Regions from separate parts of the Ovis aries genome. Here region 1 is linked to region 2. Evidence: chromatin contacts called from public Hi-C data. All regions are on one chromosome and are shown on one strand. Each heading gives the region's core, a stretch centred on a gene start, on an enhancer-like site or on the middle of the called end of the contact. The rest is flanking DNA. Distances are from core to core; before and after follow the strand shown. Region 1 has its middle 80 kb from the start of GNG2. Region 2 has its middle 120 kb from the start of TMX1.

The links. Hi-C and Micro-C count contacts between places; a contact is called where the count stands out from the background.
Region 1: a Hi-C map of liver shows a contact between it and region 2, with 6 times the contacts expected there. The contact joins two enhancer-like sites. A contact is called at or near these places in 9 of 16 Hi-C or Micro-C datasets (liver, mesenteric adipose tissue, mixed tissues and 4 more).

Annotation. Positions count from the first base shown.
Region 1 is chr7:42,828,752-42,834,518 of ARS-UI_Ramb_v3.0, forward strand. No RefSeq gene overlaps it. Among named protein-coding and RNA genes, the nearest start is that of GNG2, 80 kb to the right of the region's middle. Within about 2 kb of position 2,265, at least 9 of the 54 cell types and tissues checked have an H3K27ac peak or open chromatin away from gene starts, as enhancers often do.
Region 2 is chr7:42,409,858-42,415,378 of ARS-UI_Ramb_v3.0, forward strand. No RefSeq gene overlaps it. Among named protein-coding and RNA genes, the nearest start is that of TMX1, 120 kb to the left of the region's middle. Within about 2 kb of position 4,249, at least 3 of the 54 cell types and tissues checked have an H3K27ac peak or open chromatin away from gene starts, as enhancers often do.

The sequences.
Region 1 (5,767 bases), core at 1,015-3,514, 420 kb after region 2:
TTCCCATCATTCATCTTCAGTGAGAACCTCTGAAAGGCGAGTGAGAGATTCAGAAACAAATATTTCTTTCCCTGTGACAGCCCCCAATATCTGAGAAGTGCGGCCAGAGGGCCTCAGGGGCTGTGTTTCTGCTCGGCACCAGGAAGGGGCACCAAAGATGATGATACGTGAATGGACCAAATTCAGTTCCAGAAGATGTGAGCTGTCTTTGGAACAGTCTCTTCTCACCCAGATCTCACAGTCTGAGATGATATGAGGAGAACGCTGAGAGCAAAGGGCCACAATTGGGTAGGGAATGGTGGGGATTTTTTTTTTCAGAGCCCCCACATGCAGTATTCAGGCTCTTGCAGGTTTTACCACCGGGTCCTAGTGTTTGTGGTCATAAAGTCCTCCCTGTCAAAGCCATCCTAGTCCACAATCTAAAATATATATCTTGTGATGAAGAAGATAAACGGTAAGTGTAGAAATAGAGGGCCAGCTGAACTTTATCTTTAGAAATTGCACCTGGTTGTACACTTCTTGAGGGTGGAAACCATGTCTTTCTTGCTCACAACTGCATCCTGAGGGACCAGCATCCCCTGGCATAGAAAAAGGTGCTCAATAAATGCTGAGCTTAGCAAAGAATGAAAAGTCTGCAGCCATGGGCCAAGGTGCCAGACGGGCTTTGTAGAAACCACAAGAAAGTCCTCTCCACCCAGAAAGCTCTTCCTCTGGGTTTTCTCCTTGTAACAATCTCAGTTCCATGCTGTTGTTGTTCAGTTGCTCAGTTGCGTCTGGCTCTTTGGGATACTGTGGACTGCAGCACGCCAGGCTTCTCTGTCCTTCACCATCTCCCGGAGCTTGCTCAAACTCATGTCCGTTGAGTTGATGATGCCATCCAACCATCTCATCCTCTGTCACCCCCTTCTCCTTCTGCCTTCAATCTTTCCCAGTGTCAGGGTCTTTTCCAATGAGTAGGCTCTTTGGATCAGGTGGCCAAAGTATCAGAGCTTCAGCTTCAGGATCAGTCCCTCAGTGAATATTCAGGTTGATCTCCTTTAGGATTGACCCCATTTCCTCAGAAATGGCCCCTCTCCATTACATCTCTACCACACAACCCTAATTGGTTCTCTAATAACAAATGTCACTATCTTTAACTCAGATTCCATAATTCATTTTTTATTCTTATTTGACTACCTGCCTTCTACACCACCACAACAGCACCGCTCAACCCTCCACCCACAGCACCTGGAACAGGTTCTGGCCCAGCAGGCAGGCACTCCGTGAGTTCAAGTTGAATGAACAACGCAGCATTAGATTATAAGAGCAAGAGAGACGCTTTTCTCCATTTTGTTGACTCTGGGTCTGTGCTGCATCTTACAGCCTAAGTGTGTCTGTGACGTTGCCTTTCACTCCCTTCCTCCCTGAAAAGCTATGAGTGCATCAGGGTGCTCATGTTGTAGACTATGTCTTAGCACCAGTGAAAGTCAACAAGCATTGTCCTGAGCTCTCTAGCGTGGCTGCCTCTAAATCCAGGACACTTTTGTTGAGCAGTGAGGAGGAGGGAGGCACGTCAAAGAGGATAAAATAAGGAAGCCAGAGCCCAGAAATAGTCAGAAGGAATGAGGGACACAGAGGGCATCTGGAGAGGGTGTGGCGGGCTGGCAGCGGTCTTCCTCTGGCACTGGGCAGTACCAGTTGTCCTTCTCCTGCCTCCTCTCTCCCTCTTTGGGGTGTTTGTTACTGTGCCAGGAGTAGCTGCATCACTGCTGGTGTGCCAGAGCCCAACACGTGTGATGGCTGCAGCTCCGGGGTGGCAGGGGACGTGGGCCTGGTCCTCTGCCTCCTGGAGTCCTGGATGTGATACGGGGGCAAAGGCTCCATGTAAGGACGGCCTGGGTCGGAACAACAGCTTCAGGCATTCTGCCAAAGTATGGTCCTGCAGAGGCTGCGTCAGAACTAGAGCTGGCCATTGCAGGTTCTCAGGGCCAACCCTCCACCCCAGAATCAGCTCCAAGAATCTGCTTTTCATAAACTACCGCCACCCGGACCCTCCCACTACCCCTGCTGCATGATTCTTCAGGAGAGTGATTCTCAGACTTAAGTGAACATGAGGGAATGATACGATCCGCCTGGGACCTGTCCCAACTCCAGGCAGCTCCTCTTACAAACGGAAAGGGAATCCCACAGGCCACGGCTGATGCACTGGGTTGGGGCTGGATGAGCTCCAGGGTAGGCAGGACAGGGCCTGGGGGACCAAACGGAGCTTGGCTCTGGGGTGTCCGCTGCCTGTTCCTGGCTCTAGGCTGACCCCCGGTGGTCAGAGCAAGTGGTTTGGTAGGAGGGACCCAGAGTATTTGCAGCAGGGGTAAGTTATAATAAACTCCACCTGTGCTTGCAAAGGCTCTATTGCCAAGACTGGGATGATTTGAGGAGGGGGGTGATACGCAGGTTATAGTTCCAAATTCCTTGTATTGCCCCTTTTGTCGACTCGTCTTGTCAGTGTTCCTGCCCAGTCACCTCTGGGTATCATTTTAGCTGCATTTCTGTGTCTCATTGGAGGGGGCAGAGGGAGAGAGAAAAGGACAAAAAGCTGGGTGTTTTCACAATACAGTCTCTTTTTTCAGGGGCGTGGCCAAGGTTAAAAAAAAAAGCCTGGCAACCAGACACAGGTGTGCCTCATTAGCCCAGGCCCCACTTTGCCTCTGTGACGGTGCCACTGAACCCACTGAGGATGGAGAAGGGTGGGCAGGATGGCTGCACCACTCCAGTAGGCCTTCCTCTGTCCCTTGGGGTCTGGAGTGACTCACTCAGCTTCTGGGCACTGAGCCTGTCAACTTGCTGAAACTCAGTCTCTCCCAGGATGCAAGAGGCCATAAAAACAGGTAATCTGAATAAGTCCCTCCAGTGCTATATTGCCATCTCCTTTTCCTTTTTAATTCTTGGACATTTATAACCAACAGAGATCATTTGACTTAAATGATGAATAATAATTTGCTTTTGCATTTCCAGAACTGAAATACAGACCCAAATCAGGGAGTTATGAGTCTTTCATCCAGTGACCGCAAAGCAAGATGAGTTAGTTTAAAAAGGGTAGCAAACGCATAGAGGAAAAAGCTCGATCCAGAGAGTCAGGAAGGGAAGTGACTTGAGAGGCAGGACCCCAACTGTTGCAGGGTTGACCATATGCAGTCCAGTTACTCGGGCATTTAATACACATGACCAAGAGCCTTCTATGAGGAAGAGACTGAGCTGGAGGCTAGGAAGACAGAGAAAAGTAAAATGTCTGGCTCTACCCTCAAGTTATTGTCAGTCTTTCAGGAGACAGTGAAAAGACACATAAGCCAAAACATCAAACTATTTGGACTGTGAATTTCTCTGGAGTGTTTAGCTGTCTGATTTGCTGTGTGATCATCATTGTTATTCTCATTCACCAAGTGCATAAAATTTCATATAATTCTCACCATAATCTTTCCATTATTTATTATTCTCCCCATTTTATAAATGAGGAAACTGAGTCCTTAGATCAGATAGCATGCCCAAGGTCAAATAGCTGGGAAGTGGGGTAACTGGCATCAACTTGACTCCAGAACCCATTGTCACCCACCACGTGACAGTGTCCTCTGGGGCCTCCATCTCTAATCTCGTTTCCTGATACTCTCTTGCTTGAGTCCACTTCTCACCTCTCACTTACACTTATCTCTTCCCACTCACCCACCCTAACATCCTTTCCTCCTGTCTCCAAGAATAAGGCACGCAGTCATCACAGTTCATTCATCACTCCACCCCTTCTTCTCCAGCCCTTAGGACTGTCCACTCACCTTTCTCCTGCACCCTCAGTTCATCACCTCTGCTCTCTGCTTCCCCCCAGCCCCCAAACGTGTCAAAGACTCTCCTTTGCTAAACCCACAAACAAAACAGCACAACAGAAGCTTCCTTTATCATATACTTCACCTGGGTCTCCTCCATTGCAGGCAGATTCTTTACCATCTGAACCATCAGGGAAGCCCTATACACCTATTAGAACACCTGTTAAAACAGCTCAAATAAAAAAGAATCAATACCAAATGCTGGTGAGTATATGGAAAAACTAGATCTCATGAATTTCCCGGGAATGTAAAGCTTCTGGAAAATAGCTTGGTGGGTGACAGTAGTGGTAAAGAGCCTGCCTGCCAATGCAGGAGACATAAAAAACCCCTTTTATGGTTTCGATCCCTGGGTGAGAAAGATCCCCTGGGAGAAGGAAATGGTAACCCATTCCAGTATTCTTGCCTGGAGAATCCCATGGACAGAGAATACTGGCAGGCTACAATCCATAGGATTGCAATGAGTCAGACACAACTTAGCATACATGCACATAGAAAACTAAACATATACCTGCCAGATAATGCAGCAGTTGCACTCCTAAGCACATATGCCAGAGAAATGTGAACTTATGTCACAAAAGCGTCTACATGATGTTCATTGCAGCTTTGTTTCTAATAGCTCCAAACTGGAAACAACCCAAATGTTTTCAGCCAGTAAATGTCTAAACTAAGTGTGGTGATAATCATATAATGGAATACTACTCTAATAAAGAGAAACAGCTCCTGATACTTGCAATGGTATTGATGGATCTCAAGGGTATTATGCTGACTGAAAAGAGGAAGCTGGTTTTGGAATGTTACATTCTATATGGTACCATTTATATAATATTTTCAGAATGACAAAATCATAGGGATGGTGAACAGATGCTTGTCACCAGGGATTGTGGCAATATGAAGGAGTTCTTTGTGGTGATGAAATAGTTCTATATTTAACTGTAGTGGTGGTTACACAAATCCATGTGGATGACAATGTTGTGTAGAACTGTTCATACACAGACATGAATGCATATAAAACTGTTAGAATTTGAATAAGATCTGTTCAGTTCAGTTGCTCAGTCATGTCCGACTCTTTGCAACCCCATGGACTGTAGCACACCAGGCTTCCCTGTCCATCACCAACTCCCGGAGTTTACTCAAACTCATGTCCATCAAGTCGGTGATGCCATCCAACCATCTCATCCTCTGTTGTCCCCTTCTCCTCCTGCCCTCAATCTTCCCCAGCATCAGAGTGTTTTCAAATGAGTCAGTTTTTCACATCAGGTGGCCAAGGTATTGGAGCTTCAGCTTCAGCATCAGTTCTTCCAGTGAATATTCAGAATTTATTTCCTTTAGGGTGGACCGGTTGGATCTCCTTGCAGTCCAAGGGACTCTCAAGAGTCTTCTCCAACACCACAGTTCAAAAGCATCAATTCTTCCGCGCTCAGCTTTCTTTATGGTCCAGCTCTCACATCCATATATTATTGTAGCAGTGTCAGTGTCTTGGTTTTGAAAATATATGCTACAGTAATGTAAGATGTTACTATGGGGGGAAACTGGAGACTGATACATGGAACCTCTCTGTACTGTTTTTGCAACCTCCTGTAAATATATAAAATTAAGTTTTTTTTTTAAGTACATGTACTTTAAAAAACAAAATGAAATTCACTCAGTCGAGTCCAACTCTTTGTGACCCCAGGGACTATACAGTCTGTGGAATTCTCCAGGCCAGAATACTGGAGTGTGTAGCCTTTCCCTTCTCCAGGGGATCTTCCCAACCCAAGGATCGAACTCAAGTCTCCTGCATTAACAAAACACCAAAGCTTCCATCACTCTGTATCCAGTTCAGCTCTGCTAGGTCTCCACCCCATCTCTCTCTCTCTCTTCTCACCCAGGGCCATCCAGAAGGTAACTTTCCCTCACCATCTCCACATCCTTACCTTTTA
Region 2 (5,521 bases), core at 2,999-5,498:
CCTCCAGCAAAGTGAAAGGGAAATCAGGAGTGTGGTGCCCTGGAAGCCCAGGGAAGCGAGCAGGAAGGGAAGAGAGTGAGAGAAACCACACCAAACATTGCCAGAAGGTCAGGTTAGAGGAGGGCTTATAACAGACTGTCCTACTCTGCATTAGCAGCCTGCCCTGCTGTGTGCCATTATGCCACACCCTGTTACTAGGCAACAGGTCCCTCTCAGCCATTGGTCAGCACTGCAGTGGGCCCCACCCACAAGCCACCAACTGTCAATGAGCAACCGTTAGTGGTCCTGCTCAGCCATTGGTTGGTTCTGCAGTGGGCCCCGCCCACAAGCAACAACTGTCAAAAAGTCATTGTTAGTGAGGGGATTTAGTCAGTGGTTGGTGGAGTGGTGGTCCTCAGGTGGAGAGTGAAGTAAGAAGCAGATCCTGACCTTCTCCCTGGGGCCCTCCGTGGGCCGGAAGGTGAGCTGGGGGTGGGTGTGGCATGTCCAGGGAAGAGTCTGGGGGCTGTGTCCTGCAGGACTCCAGAGCCCTCACCAAGGCCACCCACTGGCCAGGCCCAGGCTTTGAGGCAGCCGTAAACCTCTCCTCCATCCCTGCCTCTGTGACCTAAGAGCAGCGGCCATCTGTTTAAAGTGCAATCTGCGGCATCTGACCCCGAGGAAGCCGCCAACTGAGATATGCCTCCTCTTACGGAGAAGGCAATGGCACCCCACTCCAGTACTCTTGCCTGGAAAATCCCATGGACGGAGGAGCCTGGTAGGCTGCAGTCCATGGGGTCACGAAGAGTCGGACACAACTGAGCGACTTCACTTTCACTTTGCACTTTCACGCATTGGAGAAGGAAATAGCAACCCACTCCAGTATTCTTGCCTGGAGAATCCCAGGGATGGCAGAGTCTGGTGGGCTGCCATCTGTGGGGTCGCACAGAGTCGGACACGACTGAAGTGACTTAGCAGCAGCAGCAGCAGTAGCCAGGTCCAGGACCCTGGAAGGTGAAAGTTGTGCCTGAGGACCTTTCCCTTTCTTGTCAGAACAGAGAATAACGTTCATTTGGTAGAGGTTTACAGGACCATGGATACCTGATCATGACCTCAGGAACAAAGGATCTGACACCAAGAAGTTTGCCACAACTAACCATGCCCATCCCTCACCTTTCCTATAAGAGGGATTTTCTGAAAGTTATTGGGGAGTTTGGGTTTTTAAGGCATAAGCCACTCATCTCCCTGCATGGCCCTGAGATAAACCTTTTTCTGTTACAAACTCTGACATTTTGGTATCTTTTGGCCTTGCTGAGCGTCAGGCACTTGCATTTCAATAACAGGTTGAGAAGTGACTGGTAAGTTAAGTCAAGGGGAGGCTATCTGTTACTCTGACAAGAGTCTGTGGTGTAGGGGGTAGGAGCCAGTATGGATGATTTTAAGAGAGGAGTGAAACTGAAAGTCACTCTGTTGTCTGACTCTTTGCGGCTCTATGGGCTATACAGTCCATGGAATTCTCCAGGCCAGAATGCTGGAGTGGGTAGCCTTTCCCTTCTCCAGGGGATCTTCCCGACCCAGGGATCGAAACCCTGTCTCCCATGCTGCAGGCAGATTCATTACCAGCTGAGCCACAAGGGAAGCCCTTAAAAGAGGAGGGGAGGAGAGGAATTGGAAACAGAGTAGAGGGAAGGGAAAGAGCTAGTAGGGGATGGTGAACAAAAGAGGGTTTTTGGCTTGTTTTTGTTTTTAAAATGGGAGTGATGGTAGCATTTTTATGTGGTGATGAGAATAATTGAATAAGAAGAGGAATTCTTGGTGCTGGGGAGAGAGGAGTTGGTGGAGTCACATTCTTGAATAGGTGGGAAGGGATGGATCTAGGGTAGGAGACCCCAGCCTCCAGGATCTAATGCCTGATGATCTGAGATGGAGCTGATGCAGTAATAAAAAGTACACAATAAATGCAATGTGCTTGAATCATCACCAAACCTCCTCTCTCCAATCCTCTGAACCCCATCTGTGGAAAATGTCTTCCGTGAAACTGGTCCCTGGTGCCAGAAAGGCTTGGGACCACTGATCTAGAATATGGGGGGCAGGGTGAGGGGTGGCATTAGATGGGTGACAATGGTATTGGGGTGTGGGGAGGCAGGACACATATTGTTGTCAGAGGGTAGGTAGTGGACTGAGTCAGTGGATTTCTCTTTTGCTGGCTTAAACTTTCTCAGTGAAACAGGAAGAAAAACCATCACCTGAAAGTGGTGGAGAAGATACCAAGATGGTGGAGAAGATCTCAAAGGCATGAGGAGAGTGGATAAGGTATTACTTGGTTGTCTCAGAGAGTAGGAAACACACACAGTTGCCTGGCGGGGGAAAGAGCTCACTGATGTTCATCCCCATGAAGTTGAAATGGGATCAGTGAATGTAGCTGTGAGTTCTCCCCCAGCCATGTGTAGCTGTTCAGGTGTAGGCAGTTTGCTGTCTTTAACCAGGGTTGCAGTTTTGCCAAGGGATGGCGCTAGAGGGGCAAGGAGTCATGATGACTGGCCAGGTTTCAATGGACCAAAACCAGAAAAGGGTAAGGGACAGCAAAAGATAGTGGGATCACTGGATCAGTGCTCCCAGTGACTGGAGGCTTGTAGTCGAGGCACAAGGTGAACTGGAAAGCTAGGAGGTACGGGGTCCAACGCTGGGATGGATGAAAATGGGAATGTGGATGGTGTGGTCATTGTTCACCACCAAACATGGCTGGACTACATTTTTTTATTTCTCCTTAGAGTGAATATGGCCAGTGACTGGTTATGGAAAATGAAATGCGGGTGGAAGTGTTCCCTGTTTCTAGGCCTGACCCATAAGAAGTTATCTTCTGCAATCCTATATCCTCCCTCTTCTCTACCAGCTGTCTGCAGAGAACACAGCAAAAGAACCTCAGACCTGGGAAAGCATTGCATCTCAAGTCAAATGGTCCCTGAATCACCACAGGGAAGGCTCTCCACCAACCTCAATATGTGATATGCCTTGAGTTAGAAATAAGCTCAGACCATGCCTATTTTGTTAGATTTTGTGATATTTATAAAGCATTGATCCTACCCTGGCTAAATCAGAGATGCTGAAATTATATTGATCCAGGAGGGTTTGTTCATGGGAGTGAGTGGTTGAGGGAGATGTCAAACACAGTTATTGGAGGAGAGCCTTCAAGTGCCTAAGAGAACATGCTGGATATTCCGTTTATGTCCACACTTATCTGTGCATGGAATCACCAAGGAAAGGGGGAGAAACAGTGCAGGAGAGAGTGATCCTAAGCCAGAAGCTAAAGGAATCCAAAATGAGCAGGTGCAGTCGGGGAGTGGTGGCAAGCGATGGGTGACTGCTTGAGAGAAAAAGCTCAGGGTTTTAGCAAGGGAGAATGGTATGGAGGCAGTTGAGGGGTCAAGGAGGACATGCACTCCATCTCTAGGCCCAGAAGAAGAAGGGGAAACATTGCTGCCATCTGGGAGGGTGGCAGGGGAGCAGTGCTCTTGGGAAGGGCCCCAGGTGGAAGAAACATTCAGAGAGGAGGCTGAGGATATAAGAGAACTGCTAAAGGACTGTGAATCCAGAGGGCACAATGCGCCCTGCAGGGGTCTTGTGGTTTGAGGATCTTGTGATTGGAAGGTGGATATGGCATGAGGGGGAGGTGAAGAGCCTGAAGGGAAGTCAACAATAAGAGAAGTGGGGTGACCTGGGAGCCTGGACTTCTTGTGGCCAGTGATACAGACAAGTCTAAAAAGCAAGGTACAATTAGTCCTAGGGAACACCCTGAACTGAGTTTTGAGTCCTGTCAGCAGATGCAAGGGGGTCTGGAGAAACATGGGATTAGTCCCACTTAGAGCCCCTTCTCCAACTCACAGGCTCCTTTTCAGCCCTGAGGATGGGAAGAAAGATGGTTCAGTGGAGTAGGTCTAAGAGATGTGATAAAGATACTGTCCCACTCTCAGGATGCTCACCTTTAGAGAGAGAGGAAATAGGTGCTCATGCAATGATGCTTCAGTGGACAAACCAGAGCAGAGGTCATTGAACAGTTTGCTCTGTGCACATTATAGAAAGCAGAGTAAGCATGTTGTCGACCTTTCTGTGTGTGGCTGGGCAGCTGTGCATGAGCCCCACCCAGGTGAGTTTTAGCTAATCCCCTAAACCCTGTTGCTCACCTGCACTGGACACTTGATAGAAATGCAGGAATTACCTCCTAGCTACCCCCTAGCTATGCTGAATCAGTATCTGCCTATGAACCAGATACCCAGATGATTCATAGGCACAGTCAAGTCTAGAAGCACTGTGAATGCATTTCTTGTTACTAGCAGGGAAGCAGGTGCTTCCAAGAAGAAAAGGCCAGTGTCAGAAGCAGCCCCAGGAAAGATTATGTGTTACTCATCAAGCTTAAAATTTCAAGTTCAGTGCATTTTTTTTTTTTTGAGCCCTGGCAATGTGTTGGATTCATGTGAACTTCATTAAAAAATAAAACAAACAGAGTTCTAACTTGCATGACTCAAAAAACATTTCATTGTTTCTTTAGGGAGAAATAGATCAGAACAGACAAAGTTGATTATACAGAATAAGGAAAAAACAACTCTGAACTTTTAACTTTTAACTCTAATGAGTTGTCATTAGAATCTTGGAATCATGGAATTCCAGAATGTAGAGCAGTAGTTCTCCGTGTTAGCTGTATCTTAGTGTCACCTTGGGAGCTTTCAAAAAGCGAAAACCAACCAACCAAAGTCCCAACGCTGAGCCCCAACCCCAGATATTCTGACTGAACTGCTCAGGTGTGAGAGCCTGGAGTCTGGGAGTATTTAAGAGCTCTGAGTCATCCTAATGCAGCAAGAGTTGAGCCTTACTGGTAGAAATAGAATACAAGGCACATGTGCAATTTTAAATGATCTAGTGGCCAAATTAAAAAGATAGGAACAAAGTCGAATTTTAATAATATGTCTTACTTAACCCAATATGTCCAAAATATTATTTTAACATGTAATCAGTTTAAAACACTAATAATGAGATAGGTTGTATTTCTTGGTAAAGCTTCTGAGTCTGTTGTGTGTTTGCATTTATAGCACATCTCAGTTCACATTAGCTGCATTTTAAGAATTCAGTACTAGGGACCTGTGACTAATGGCTGTCGTGTTGGACAGAGCAGCTTCAAGGAAAGACAGTAGTGCCCGACCATGAAAGCTAGATTTCCATCTCTGGAAAACAAAATGAGTACCCATTTAACATAGATGTGATGGCTCAGGAGACCATGAGGTATAATTCTGTATTATTTCCTGTTTGTCAACAGCCCCTTAAGGATCATTGCAGAAGTCACTGAGGAGGCAGAATTTAGAAACTTTGCAAAGTTTCTTCCATAAAGGGAAATGTTGTCTGGGATTTAAGTGATATATACCAATCCTTCAGTGATTCTATATTAAGGTTCACAAATGAATATTGTGCTGAGTTTCTCAGCACCTATGATACTGGGAAATACTGAGCTTCTACTGATTTTGATCGCAAAAAAAAAAAAGAAAAGAAAAGA